2 separate regions of the Mus musculus genome follow, and region 2 is linked to region 1. Evidence: chromatin contacts called from public Hi-C data. All regions are on one chromosome and are shown on one strand. Each heading gives the region's core, a stretch centred on a gene start, on an enhancer-like site or on the middle of the called end of the contact. The rest is flanking DNA. Distances are from core to core; before and after follow the strand shown.

Region 1 (6,104 bases), core at 2,830-5,329:
CTTGAGGAATTTGCTTTTTTCTTCCTGGCTGAGTCAGACGTCTTCCCTTTTGAAGTTTCATAATTTTCTTTTGAACTTTCCAAGGTAGTGACTCAAACGCTGGCTGGAAATGGGTCTAAAGGAAAGTGTGATAGTGGCCAGATGTTGTTCTCTGTTCAGGTTTCTCAACACTGGAAAACCTTACCCGTCTTTGAAGAGGTATTCAGCACATGCATGTTAGAGTGAACCACAACCTTTTGTGCCCTCTGAAGCCACACAGCCATTGCAGTCGGGAGCAGTTGCACTCTTGACCAGGCATGGCTGATGCATTCATTCGCTCTCATCTGGAATGGAAAGCAAATAATCAATGAAGTATTTGTAGTGGGCAATTGGATTTACTCCCTTCTACAAGTACAACAATTTACTGTACATCCAGTGTAGTAGCTAAAAGCCCTACAGCTTTATCTTCTATTCTTCTACCTGGCAAAACCCTGAGAGTAGCCTGACTCTGTAAAAATTATAACAATATAAAGCTCTTCAGAAGAGGTTGCCTCACTTACTACAACTCCTAAAGCCTACACTTTCCTGTATTCATCTCTGCTGGTGCTGTTGTTAGAATTGGTCTAGCAATTTGCCCTCCTGTCTTCCTCTGACAAGAGTCATGGCAATGGGAGGCCACTGAAACTCCATATATATATATATATCCCGAGCTTTTGTCCCCGCTGGCAAGAAAACAGTCAGGACAACCAGAATCTTCTGCGGCAAAGCTTTTATTGCTTACTTATCAGGAGGGAAGACCCGAACTGGGAAAATGGTGCTGCTTATATAGCCCGCAGCGTGACGTTTCAGCGCCTGATGTGGCGTGACAGCTCCTGGTTCTTTGCTCGCCCATCACCCCATTACTACGCCCGAGATGGGCAGTGACTAGGCGTGAGTTCACTCTTGCACTTGCGCATAAGGCTTGTTTACTATTTAGGCGCAGTGGAAGCCAGCGCTATCTTATAATGGCGATTGCTCACAGCACGCACGCGATTGCTCACGGCACGGCTCTCCACATATATATGTGTGTGTGTGTGTGTGTGTGTGTGTGTGTGTGTGTGTGTGTGTGTGTATGTATATATACATAATATATATAAAAAAATCTGAGACCCTTAACTTATTCACACCTCCAACTTCTTTTGCCATGTAAAGTAAGTAAAATATTTACAAGTACCAGAGGTTAAGATGTGAACTCCCTTTGAAGCCTCCTTATTTTGCCTACTGCAGGATTTTTTTTCCCCAATGACTCCTCAGTAGCAGCGATATTCATTTATTACTGGATGTAATGAGTTAGGTTCTACTAGTCACATCCAAAGAATGTGCAAAACTGGAAGCAGTGTGGCCTTGCCTTCTGTAAGGTGTGCCCTAACTTGCTGGGTTCTGAAACGTGAGTGTACTGGTGATAGGATCTCATCTTTGTTACACCCAAGCCTCCCTGCTTTCTTCACAATTTTAAAAAGTCCGGTCCCTCAGTTGTTAGGAAGTTTTTATGAGTTATTGAATATATTTACTGTAATTTAATTATTTCATACATTATTCAATATACTAACAAATGAAAGGAAGGGTATGCAATGGAGAAGGTAGTAGACGGCATAGATGATGGTATTTAAAGATTAGAGGTATTCATCTCGTTCCAGTTAAGACGACTTTCTTTATGAGAAAATTAAAAATGACAGCAAATTCTGGCAGAGATACAAATAAGAACAAATGCTACAGAGCGAGCAACCCTGATCACTGTTAGTAGGGGCATAAAATCCTGAAGCAGGTATGACGCTGTCTCCTCAAGCCAATATTAATCTATCATAACACCCACCTGTACCACTGCTGAATGCCAACCCCAAAGATTCCAAATCTTATCACCAGGACACTTGCATCTGGGTTTGCCCATCTATGTATTGCTGCTCTACTCACAAAAGAAAGGGATGGAAATCTACCTGGCTGTCCATTAACAGCTGGTTAAAACGTGGCCCGATGTGCACAACAGAAAGAAAATAAAATTATGACTGTATGGCGTAGGCAGCCAGAGCCCTTTCTCCTTAAATAGAATAGACTGCTTCAGATCCCTCAACGTGTAATGGGAAGGCAGGAAGGAAGGAAGTAAAAGAAGGAAAAAGGGATGGGAGGGAGGGAGGAAGGAAGGGAGAAAGGAAAAAGGGAAGGAGGGAATGAAGGAAGGAGGGAAAGATGGGGGAAGGGAAGAAAGGAAGGAAAGAAGGCAGGAGGGAGGGAAAGAGGAAAGGAAAGAGGTAGGGAGAGAGGGAAAGGAGAGAAGGAAGGAGGAAGGTAAGAAGGAACACACTGTAGTATTAAGGTAAAGGGGTCAAAGAAAAGGAAGCGTTGCATATTGAATACTGGGAACGTTTTGTCAGCTGGAATGCAGAATCATCTCACATGATTCTTATCATACACTGTCATGTGTCCCCAAGTTATCACTTTACAAATCAAGACTCTAAGCCTGATGAGAGCAAAACAAAGGTAGCCCAGATTCATCTAATTCTCAACAGCTTTTGTGTCTGACCATATTGGTATTATTCATCATGCCATCGTTGAGAACAGAAGCATGATCCTGGGAGCTGGCTCAGGCTATTCTCTGGGTAAGAGTACCCACCTGACCGTGAGTCTTGGAACACACATTGGAATGTGAGCACCAACTCCTGAAATCTGTCCTCCATGTGTGCTGTGGTTGGTTTGCATCTGCAGACACACACACACACACACACACACACACACACACAAACACACACACATTAATGATAACTGAAACTGTCTTTTTGTAAAAACAAAACAAAACAAAACAAAACAGAAATTCTCAGTTAATTATGTTACATAACTAAAATATTTATATAATAACTTTAGTCTTTCATCTATATAATGTTATACCTATCTCACTAGAATTTTAGTCTGTAATATCAACTAATTATGATAACTTTTTGCATTCATAAATGCTCATTATTTAATCAAATAAACTCTTCTCTATTTGCTATAATATGTTGAATAACTTCACTGTATCATGTACAAATTTTAAAAATATCATGACTTTGCTTATTATTCAAGTGAAGGTATATTTATAAAAATTTAACTTAATGTAAAGTTAATTTTTGATATATACACAATATATATTATGAAGAAAAGTAAAATAACAGCATGGAACACCTTTAAAATATTTATTTTAGATTTTGAGATTATGATATGATTCCATATTTCATGTCCTTTTTTCTCCTTCAAAACTTTCAATAATACCTCTCCTTGTTTTTTTTCAAACTCATGACCTCTGTATTCACTCATCATTGTTGTGTGTGTGTGTGTATATATATATATATACACACACAATGATGTTGCTATATATGTGTGTGTGTATATATATATATATATATACACATATACATGTGTGTATATATGTATATGTATCTACAATAAGCCTTTATACATAAATACAACCTATCCTGTAAGTTGTCTGTATAAATGATGGATTATTCCAGTACTCATAGTATTTGTTATTAGCTAATTTCTTTTTTTTTTTTTGTAGTAGTAGTAGTAGTATCACATTTGGCCACAAGAGGGCAACCAATGAAAACATTTTAAAATTTAGAAAATCTTCGTGGGTGTTCTCTTAGATTTAGTGAAGGCAGCACTGATACCAAATTTAGCAATGGTTACTGCATCAATCTATAAAGTCATTGTATCTCTTCTAGGCGGCATAAAGAATGTTCCAACTTATTGAAATTTAATGTCTTACTCAAAGAAAGAAAACCTGCAGAGAAAAATGAGCCCTACCCATTCCTGTTGGTTGTGGTGTTGATTGACAGCTAGCAACAGATACGCCCCGTGTATGTCTGAGACTGATGTCCGATTATATGTTTCTAGTTGTGCTGCCTTGGATCAAATAACAATTGGCAGTTCTGTGAGAAGGTTGTTAATAAAGGTTATTTATTAACGATTGTCATGAATTTTGTTCACCCTTTTGTGACCCTTTGTGGAAGGGGGCTTGTAGTATTGCCCTGGTTAGTTCCATGAGGCAAGTAAAAGGGACTGTCTGGCAGAAAGAGAATAAGTCTTGAGGAAGACAAAAGGCCAGAAAGAGGAAAGGAAAACAAAACAAAAGAGTTCTTTGTTGGCTGGGTTGGGAGAACAAAACAGAGTTCCAAGTCAGTAGTGAATGGGGGTGGGGCTGTGGAGTAAACATTTAATAAGACCCCTGGGCTCTCCCATGTCTCCGGATGTTTGATGTTTTTTCCTGAGCTGGATTTTTCTCAACACAGCTTTTCTCTGGAAGACAAAGGAACCAGCACTCTGAGACCGCAGCGCTTTGAGCTCTGTCCCCACCCATATCTTCTAAGTTCCCTCACACTAACAATACCATTACCTACTTTCAAACAAGTCTCATAATAACCAAAGCAAAAAAAAAAAAAACAAAAAAAAAAAACAAAAAACAGGATCCATTATGGATTAAAACATGTTGATAGGAAAGAGGAGACTGATTATGCAGGCGTGTACTGCTGATGCTCATATAATAGACCATAAAATAACCATGTTTTACATCAACGAGGAGAAAAATATTTACAGGATACAGGATAATTTACAATGAATACTTCAAAAACCACTTGCTCCCCCTCCCACCTTAGCACTCACCAAACATTGTATTCCATTGGAAATGCACCTAGCTTTTGCTCTTAGGAAAATGATGGAACAGTGTCCCCTAATTGAATTTTTGAAAGCAGGTGTCCTTCATGATAGGATCGCTGTTAGTCTTGCCAAGAACAGCATGTTCAGTTCCAAATTACACTTTTATTAATTTCATTATTGTTTGAAGTGCTTCCCTGGCAGCCTGACTCAAAGTGTGTGTGTGTGTGTGTGTGTGTGTGTGTGTGTGTGTGTGTGTGTGTGCATGCATGTCTGTCTGTTTGTGTCGCTCTGTCTCTCTCTGTGTGTATGTATACATATATGTGTGTGTGCATGCATGTATATATATGTGTGTATGTTTATATATTTTTTCGTGTATTTGGTGTCTATATATATGTGTGTGTGTGTGTGTGTGTGTGTGTGTGTATCTGTGTGTGTAGTATGTTGTATGTGTTTATATATATGTGTATATTTGTATGTGTATGTGTGCGGGTATATATGTGTGTGTACATATATGTGTTGGGTGTATATGTATGTATGTATATATACATATATATTAAATGTCATGTGTATATGTATGTGTGCATATTATTATACATATATATAATGTCATGTGTATATGTGGTATATATGTGTGTGTATCTGTGTGTGTCTGTGGTGTGCAAGAGAGAGAGAGACTGAGACAGAGACCAAGACACACAGAGGAAAAGATTCTATCTGTTTCTCAACATGTTGATTTTATTACAGGATATAATAATAATCAAAGTTTGACCTTATAAATTTTAATTTGGGTGTGATCATTTTGGATTGAATATTTTATAGGATTATACATACATCTCTAGTTTTATAGAGAATTACTTCAAATTTTGATATATTATAAGCTGACATACTCTACATCAACAGAAAGTTGTCCTTTGATATTGTTTGACTCTCAGATCTGGAAAATACCTTCTTTTTCTATCAGTCGAGAACACTTTCTGTGAGCTTTTACACCTTTTTATTTTTCTTTTTGTCCTTTAACCTGGAATCTTCTGTATTATTTAATGTTTCTGTAATTAAGGACATGCAAAGCAAATTATTACCAACCATTTTGTAAATGACAGCAACATGAGTTGATTATCTAAAGACCTATGGGTCAAACTTACAGAAATAACAAACACCAGCTTTTTTTTATCTGGCTCAGGAAACTGGGTTTTGCTCAGTGTGGTAAGACCTGGCAGGACACTAATTGCTTTTGGTAACTGCTTGTCTCTTTTTCTAAGACATATCCAAAATTCTCTTTTTTCAGAGAAATCTATGGAATAGTACATAACATAATTGCATGGAGTGAAAAATTTAAAAGAGAATAATCAGGAAATTATAAAATGCACAGGCAACGCAAGAAATTATAATAATGCAAATATAGCCAAAATATTTTTAGTTAAGTATCTAAAATTTAAATTATACTCCACTTTTTCAACTGTTAG
Region 2 (6,194 bases), core at 540-3,039, 210 kb after region 1:
TAAAAATGGTGTACAGAGCTAAACAAAGAATTCTCAACTGAGGAATACCGAACGACTGAGAAGCACCTGAAAAAATGTTCAACATCCTTAATCATCAGGGAAATGCAAATCAAAGGAACCCTGAGATTCCACCTCACACCAGTCAGAATGGCTAAGATCAAAAATTCAGGTGACAGCAGATGCTGGCAAAGATGTGGAGAAAGAGGAACACTCCTCCATTGCTTGTGGAATTGCAAGCTTGTACAACCACTCTAGAAGTCAGTCTGGAGGTTCCTCAAAAAATTGGACATAATACTACCGGAAGATCCAGTACTCCCTCTCCTGGGCATAAACCCAGAAGATGTTCCAACTGGTAATAAGAACACATGCTCCACTATGTTCATAGCAGCCTTATTTATAATAGCCAGATGCTGGAAAGAACCCAGATGTCCCTCAACAAAGAAATGGATACAGAAAATGTGGTACATTTACACAGCTATTAAAAACAATGAATTTATGAAATTCTTGGGCAAATGGATGTATCTGGAGGATATCATCCTTAGTGAGGTAACCCAATTACAAAAGAAGTCATTAGATATGCACTCACTGATAAGTAGATATTAGCCCAGTAACTTAGAATACCCAAGATACAATTTGCAAAACAGAAGAAAATCAAGAAGAGGGAAGACCAACGGGTAGATATTTCATTCCTCCTTAGAACAGGGAACAAAATACCCATGAAAGGAGTTACAGAGACAAAGTTTGGAGCTAAGATGAAAGGAGGGACTATCCAGGAACAGTTCATAGAATAAGGTGTGCTTAGTCCCTCAGAGCCCTGGGCTGGGGGTGGGGTCTGTTTGGGGTCTGTTTGGTTGATACTGTTGTTCTTCCTATGGGGTTGCATACCCCTTCAGATCCTTCAGTCTTTTCTTTAAACCACTAACCAAAAAATTCCCATGGAGGGACCCATGGCTCCAGCCGTATATGTAGCAGAGGATGGGCTTGTTGGGCATCAGTGAGAGGAGAGGCCCTTGCTCCTGTGAAGGCTTGATGCCCAGTGTAGAGGACTTCGAGGGCGGGGAGGAGGGAGAGGGTGAGTGGGTGGGGGGGCACCCTCATAGAAGCAGGGAGACAGGGAGGGGATAGGGTGTTTCAGAGGGGGGACTGGGAAAGGGGGTAACATTTGAAATGTAAATAAAGAAAATAGCCAAATGAATGAATAAACAAACAAACAAACAAACAAAGGTAGGCAACTGTGACCTCTTGCATTATGCAAATATCTGAACAACGACTGAAAAGAGAACACTAAAGAGCAATTCAGAGATGAATTTCAGGGGAGGCTGGTACTGTTTGTTAGGTGTGTAGTAGCTATGATAGTTTTACAGGGTTTTAAATTTTTAAAAAAAGCATCTTGGAACTGAGAAAAATACAAACCTTTACCAACAAAAAGCACTGCTTTTAAAAAGGTATATGCATGTGTCACAAGAGTTGAAAGCTTTTTTTTTTTTTAATTGTTAAATTGTAGCTGTAGAGGCACAGAGACTTGTGAGGCAAATGTGTAACTCATGCCTCAGACGCAGATCCACTTAGGTAGCCAATGGGCAGGGAGAGCCTGGCAGTTGGGTTTTAAAAGGGGCTATTTTCTGGTTTTAGTGATGCTTCTTAGGAACAAAATTGCACATGGGAGGAGGATACATTTACATTTTTATTCAAATGCTTCTTAATTTATGGAGGGTTGGAACAAACTCATGCTGTTAAGGGAGTGTCTTAGGGGAACAAGCTGTGCTGCTTTGATCTTCCCAGACCTTCCTGTTTATGCTTGGTTAGGATCTTTCTCTTTCTGAAAATCATCTCCTCCTCTGCCGTCTCTGTTCTCTAGATGCAGAACTTGAACTTAGCATCTATGGGACAAAATTTCTCATTTCCTTGCTTTTCGTCCTTCCCATATTTCTTTTCTCCCCTTCATTTCTCCAATCTATCCATCCTTCCTACCGCTGTTTTTCTTCTTCCCTCCATTCCTTCCTTGCTTTGTCATTTATTCCCTTTGTCATTTCTTCCTTCTTCTTATCTCCCTTAGTTTCCTCTCTCCCCTATCTCTCCCTCCCTTTCTCTCTCTCCATTCTTTTCTTTCTACTCATAGGCCCACCCCTGCTTGTGTACTGTATTGATGACTGAATTCAGGTCCTTGTATATGCACTGTATGTGTTTTTCACCAAAGCCGATATCCCAATCATTCCATTAATTGAAAAATAGTTCCTGTATATTCTTTCCTGATAATTTAGTTATCAGGAAAGAATATCATGATAATTGCATTGCCCTGCCTGAATATCCAATTCACTTGAAAGTTTTAACTGCTACTCACATATGCAATCGATCACTAAAGCATGCTCCTTCCATCAAACTGAAACATTGCATTTTTGGATTAATGTATTCTTTTTCTAATGAGCCTTCCTTTCTCTCTGAATTTTCGTCCTATCACTCTCTTATACTTTGTTACCTTTGTTTGACTTTGCATACACATGAAATTCTGCATATAACCAAGATTATGTTGTTACCAATTTTCTGGTTCATCATATTTATAATCTCTTCCAAGTTCAATCATGGTACATAAAATGGAAAGGCTCTTCGTTGTAGAGTCAGTATTATATTAGCATATAACCACATTTTCTCTACTCATCTGATCAGTTAGGAAGCACTTTGATGTCATATGTTGAGTGTTATGAGTAATACTACATTGAATAACAAGGTAGAGATGGCATAGTAAAATTCTCCTTTGTATATTTAGTAATACACTGAACAGCGAGCTCACTAGATTACATGCAATTCTATTTTTTATTATATTGATACCTTATCACATTCCATAATGGCTGTATAACTTATATTCACTTAATGTAAATTCTTGCCAACATGTGCTGTCCTCTAACATTTGTATACCAGGCATTAGAATAATCATGAGATAATTTTTCATTGTGGTTTCATTTTGTACCTCCCTTGATGATTTCTAATGTTGGAACTATTTTCGTAAATCTGGTCATATATAACTTTTATTTTAAGAAATGTCTTTCTGGATTTTTTGAAGATTTCTCCATATATTTTTTTTAGTCTTTTGTTATTGAGTTCTCTGCTTTCTTTAAATATTTTCATATTTTTTAAAAGAAATTTTTGAAAAATAGATTTCCTACTTACTAGACAGCTTTCCCAAAAAGGAGAAATGACTGCTTCAACATATTTGACCTTTTTCAGCTTCCTCCACTGTGTATTGTACATATATAATGTTTAAGTTTTGATAATGCAGAAATCAGAATTTCAGAGGGATCATATAAGTTATGTTATTTCAACCAAAAATGTAAATTTTATTCGTATGAATGTCATGAAAACTAAAACCTGTAATTTTGGTGTCCCATTCATCACTCTATAAAAATACGTTGGGAGAAGAATGGAGTCCTGAGTAAAGAAGGAAATATGGGGAGGGCCTACTGTCATTCAAAGATCCTTGACAAGTCATATGGAAACCTACTACTATAGGTTTCTAGAATTTATAAGTATATGAAAGAATTTTAAATGCAGTCACTCTAGGATGGAAAAGACAACGCCTCAACTAGACATCTACAACCACCAAGAGCTAACAGTGCTAGTAATGGATTACATCTTGTTGAATAGTTGCCTGAAATTGTCCTAAGATTGCCTAAGCATCATCAGAGATGGTCAACACTTTTGCTTACCATTCACAGACTGATGATAAGGCCCTACTGCAGAAAATACGATGTAATTAGGTTATACAACATGAAATAAAGTTGGTGCCCAGCTTGAAACTTAACTTCTAGTGACTTGTTTTCATGGTTCTAGAATGTACTTTCACACTACAGGAGGAGAAAAATAATCATCAAATAATACCATGATAAAGATCCTGAAATCTACAACAAGAATCTGACTACAAGATATTCTGGTACAGTGATGGAACAGAAGTTATAGGAATAATCAGACAATATTTTATTGATTTAAGGCCCATTGTATGAGATGGAACCAAACCCAATATTGATAAAATGGTCAAGAACCTGAAGCTACATAAGTGATGGTCTCTAAGGAAAATGCTAATACTATTATTCTGCTAAAAATATCAATAAAGTGACTCCTAATGACATATTGCTATTTGAATAAATCATTTCACCACATAGCCCTTAGTAGAGAAACTTTGTTTTTATAGTAGATGCTAAAATGGACACCCACAACTGGACATTATATGCAAAGTGAAAGATTTTGATACATACAGACCGAAATGGGATTTCTTTATCAACTGGTCCCATTTTCAGTGCTGGGGAATCTATGTGGAAGAGGAGGGAGAACTATTGTGAGAACCAGAAGTGTTTAATGACTCAAAGGAAGAGACACCATCCATACATAACAGGACTGATGCACATATGAACTCATAGAGACTGTAATGTCACATATATGATGCCCAAATTTAAATTAGATAATCTCAGTCCTGTGAAGGTGAATTGGAAACAAAGTTCCATCCTTAAACAAGAAGCTCCTTGTAATCGACACCTTCTGGGAATTGGAAAATCAATATTCTCCAATGGAGTGACATTAAGTATTCCAACCACCCTCTAACGTGGGCCCTGTGCCTAGGAGAAGTTGGCCAGCATAAGGAAATCAGGATCACATGTTTTCAAGCGTTGGGTAGGTTTGGGGTGGGAGGATCTGGGAATATTTTGGGGAAGCAAAAGAACATGATCCAGATAAACTGTTTAAAGTGTATGAAATATTTTATTTCAAACGCAAAGTGAAATAAAGTCTGTGAAACTCAAAAGAATTTGGATCAGAAGTGAAAACATTACATACTTTATATCCCTATCTATTAATTAAATCAATGTGCTATATGTCTCACATATATTTGTGGTCTGTCTTAAATCACGTATAATATAGATTTCTCATATATACTTTATAAAATTATCGTGCAAATGCATCTATCACCCTAATTAAAAAACTACTGGTTTGCTTTCATATTTTAAAAATATCTATTTTCTGTGTGTGTGTGTGCGTGTGCGTGTGTGTGTGTGTGTGTGTGTGTGTGTGTGTGTGTGCACGTGCAGGTTCTTGTGCAGTCCAGAGGGAGGCAAAAGATCCCCTGGAATTAGGGTTACATGGGGCTATAAGCAGAACACTTTTCAGGTCCTCTATCTGAGCAGAACTGCTCAGCCACCTATCTGGCTCCTCCATGCCATTTTTCTTTATCTATTAATATCAGTACTCCCCAATTCATAGTTTCTCACCAACACTAGTTTGTTTCAGAATTCTTATTTCTCATTGTGAAGACATTTTTGTTTTCATTTTACCTCTCATCCTTTGGGTTATGAATAAAGAAGATCCTAAGTGCCATGCTTTTGTCTCTTCCTGCAGCGTCTATCCAATGGCTCCATAGATTCGACAGATGACACCAGCCAAATCGTCGAGCTGCAAGAATTGCTTGAGAAGCAAAACTATGAAATGGCCCAAATGAAAGAACGCTTAACAGCTCTCTCTTCCCGGGTGGGAGAGGTGGAACAAGAAGCAGAGACAGCAAGAAAGGACCTCATTAAAACAGAAGAAATGAACACAAAATATCAAAGGGACATCCGAGAGGTAGGTAGCTCATAGCAGTTTGTCTTTGCTTCTTAAATGGCTTCCTAAATGTTGCTCTGAGAAGCTCTACCCATGCACTTCCCTAATGGCCAATAGTCTTTTCTTCTTGAAGACCATAATTAGGGTTGTTATTTTAGTTATATACCTGTTCAGGAAGACAGAAATGGTTTACTTATCGGTTCTTTAGATACGTATGAATGGAGAGCTTTGGAATCAAGGCTCAGCTATTATAAAGTCTTTCTGAAGATGTAATGGCATTTGAAGACTCCATATTTTAAATTTGAATAAATGTGCATGGGGAAATGAATCATGATTTTTGTGTAATATAGAGTGTTCAGAAACACTGCTTTAAATTGTCTCTTATTTCAGGTTTGGGTCTGTGAGTGCCTGCGTATGAAGAAGATATGCATATGAATAATATAACCTTTCTTTTTATGTATAGCATATTACATTTTGCTAGGATTAACATAATGTTGTCTCCAAAACAGAGAGAAAATAAAGAGAGAGAGAGAGAGAGAGAGAGAGAGAAGAGAGAAAGAAAGAAAGAAAGAAAGAAAGACAGACAGACAGACAGACAGACAGACAGAAAGAAA

Evidence for each region. A called contact is a pair of places that touch in the nucleus more often than the background predicts.
Region 2: a contact with region 1 is called in a Hi-C map of cortical neurons, with 2.6 times the contacts expected there. The contact joins two enhancer-like sites. A contact is called at or near these places in 4 of 484 Hi-C or Micro-C datasets (the N1E-115 cell line, cortical neurons, nephron progenitors and 1 more).

The regions. Positions count from the first base shown.
Region 1 is chr10:106,605,667-106,611,770 of GRCm38.p6, forward strand. The region is part of intron 3 of Ppfia2 (protein tyrosine phosphatase, receptor type, f polypeptide (PTPRF), interacting protein (liprin), alpha 2); the gene reads left to right. Among named protein-coding and RNA genes, the nearest start is that of 4930532I03Rik, 6.2 kb to the left of the region's middle. Within about 2 kb of position 4,080, at least 40 of the 459 cell types and tissues checked have an H3K27ac peak or open chromatin away from gene starts, as enhancers often do. A contact at or near this core is called in cortical neurons, where this site is marked.
Region 2 is chr10:106,813,957-106,820,150 of GRCm38.p6, forward strand. Ppfia2 (protein tyrosine phosphatase, receptor type, f polypeptide (PTPRF), interacting protein (liprin), alpha 2) reads left to right here. Exons shown (of 32, transcript NM_001205341.1): 8 at 5,380-5,601. Among named protein-coding and RNA genes, the nearest start is that of 4930532I03Rik, 210 kb to the left of the region's middle. Within about 2 kb of position 1,790, at least 4 of the 459 cell types and tissues checked have an H3K27ac peak or open chromatin away from gene starts, as enhancers often do. A contact at or near this core is called in cortical neurons, where this site is marked.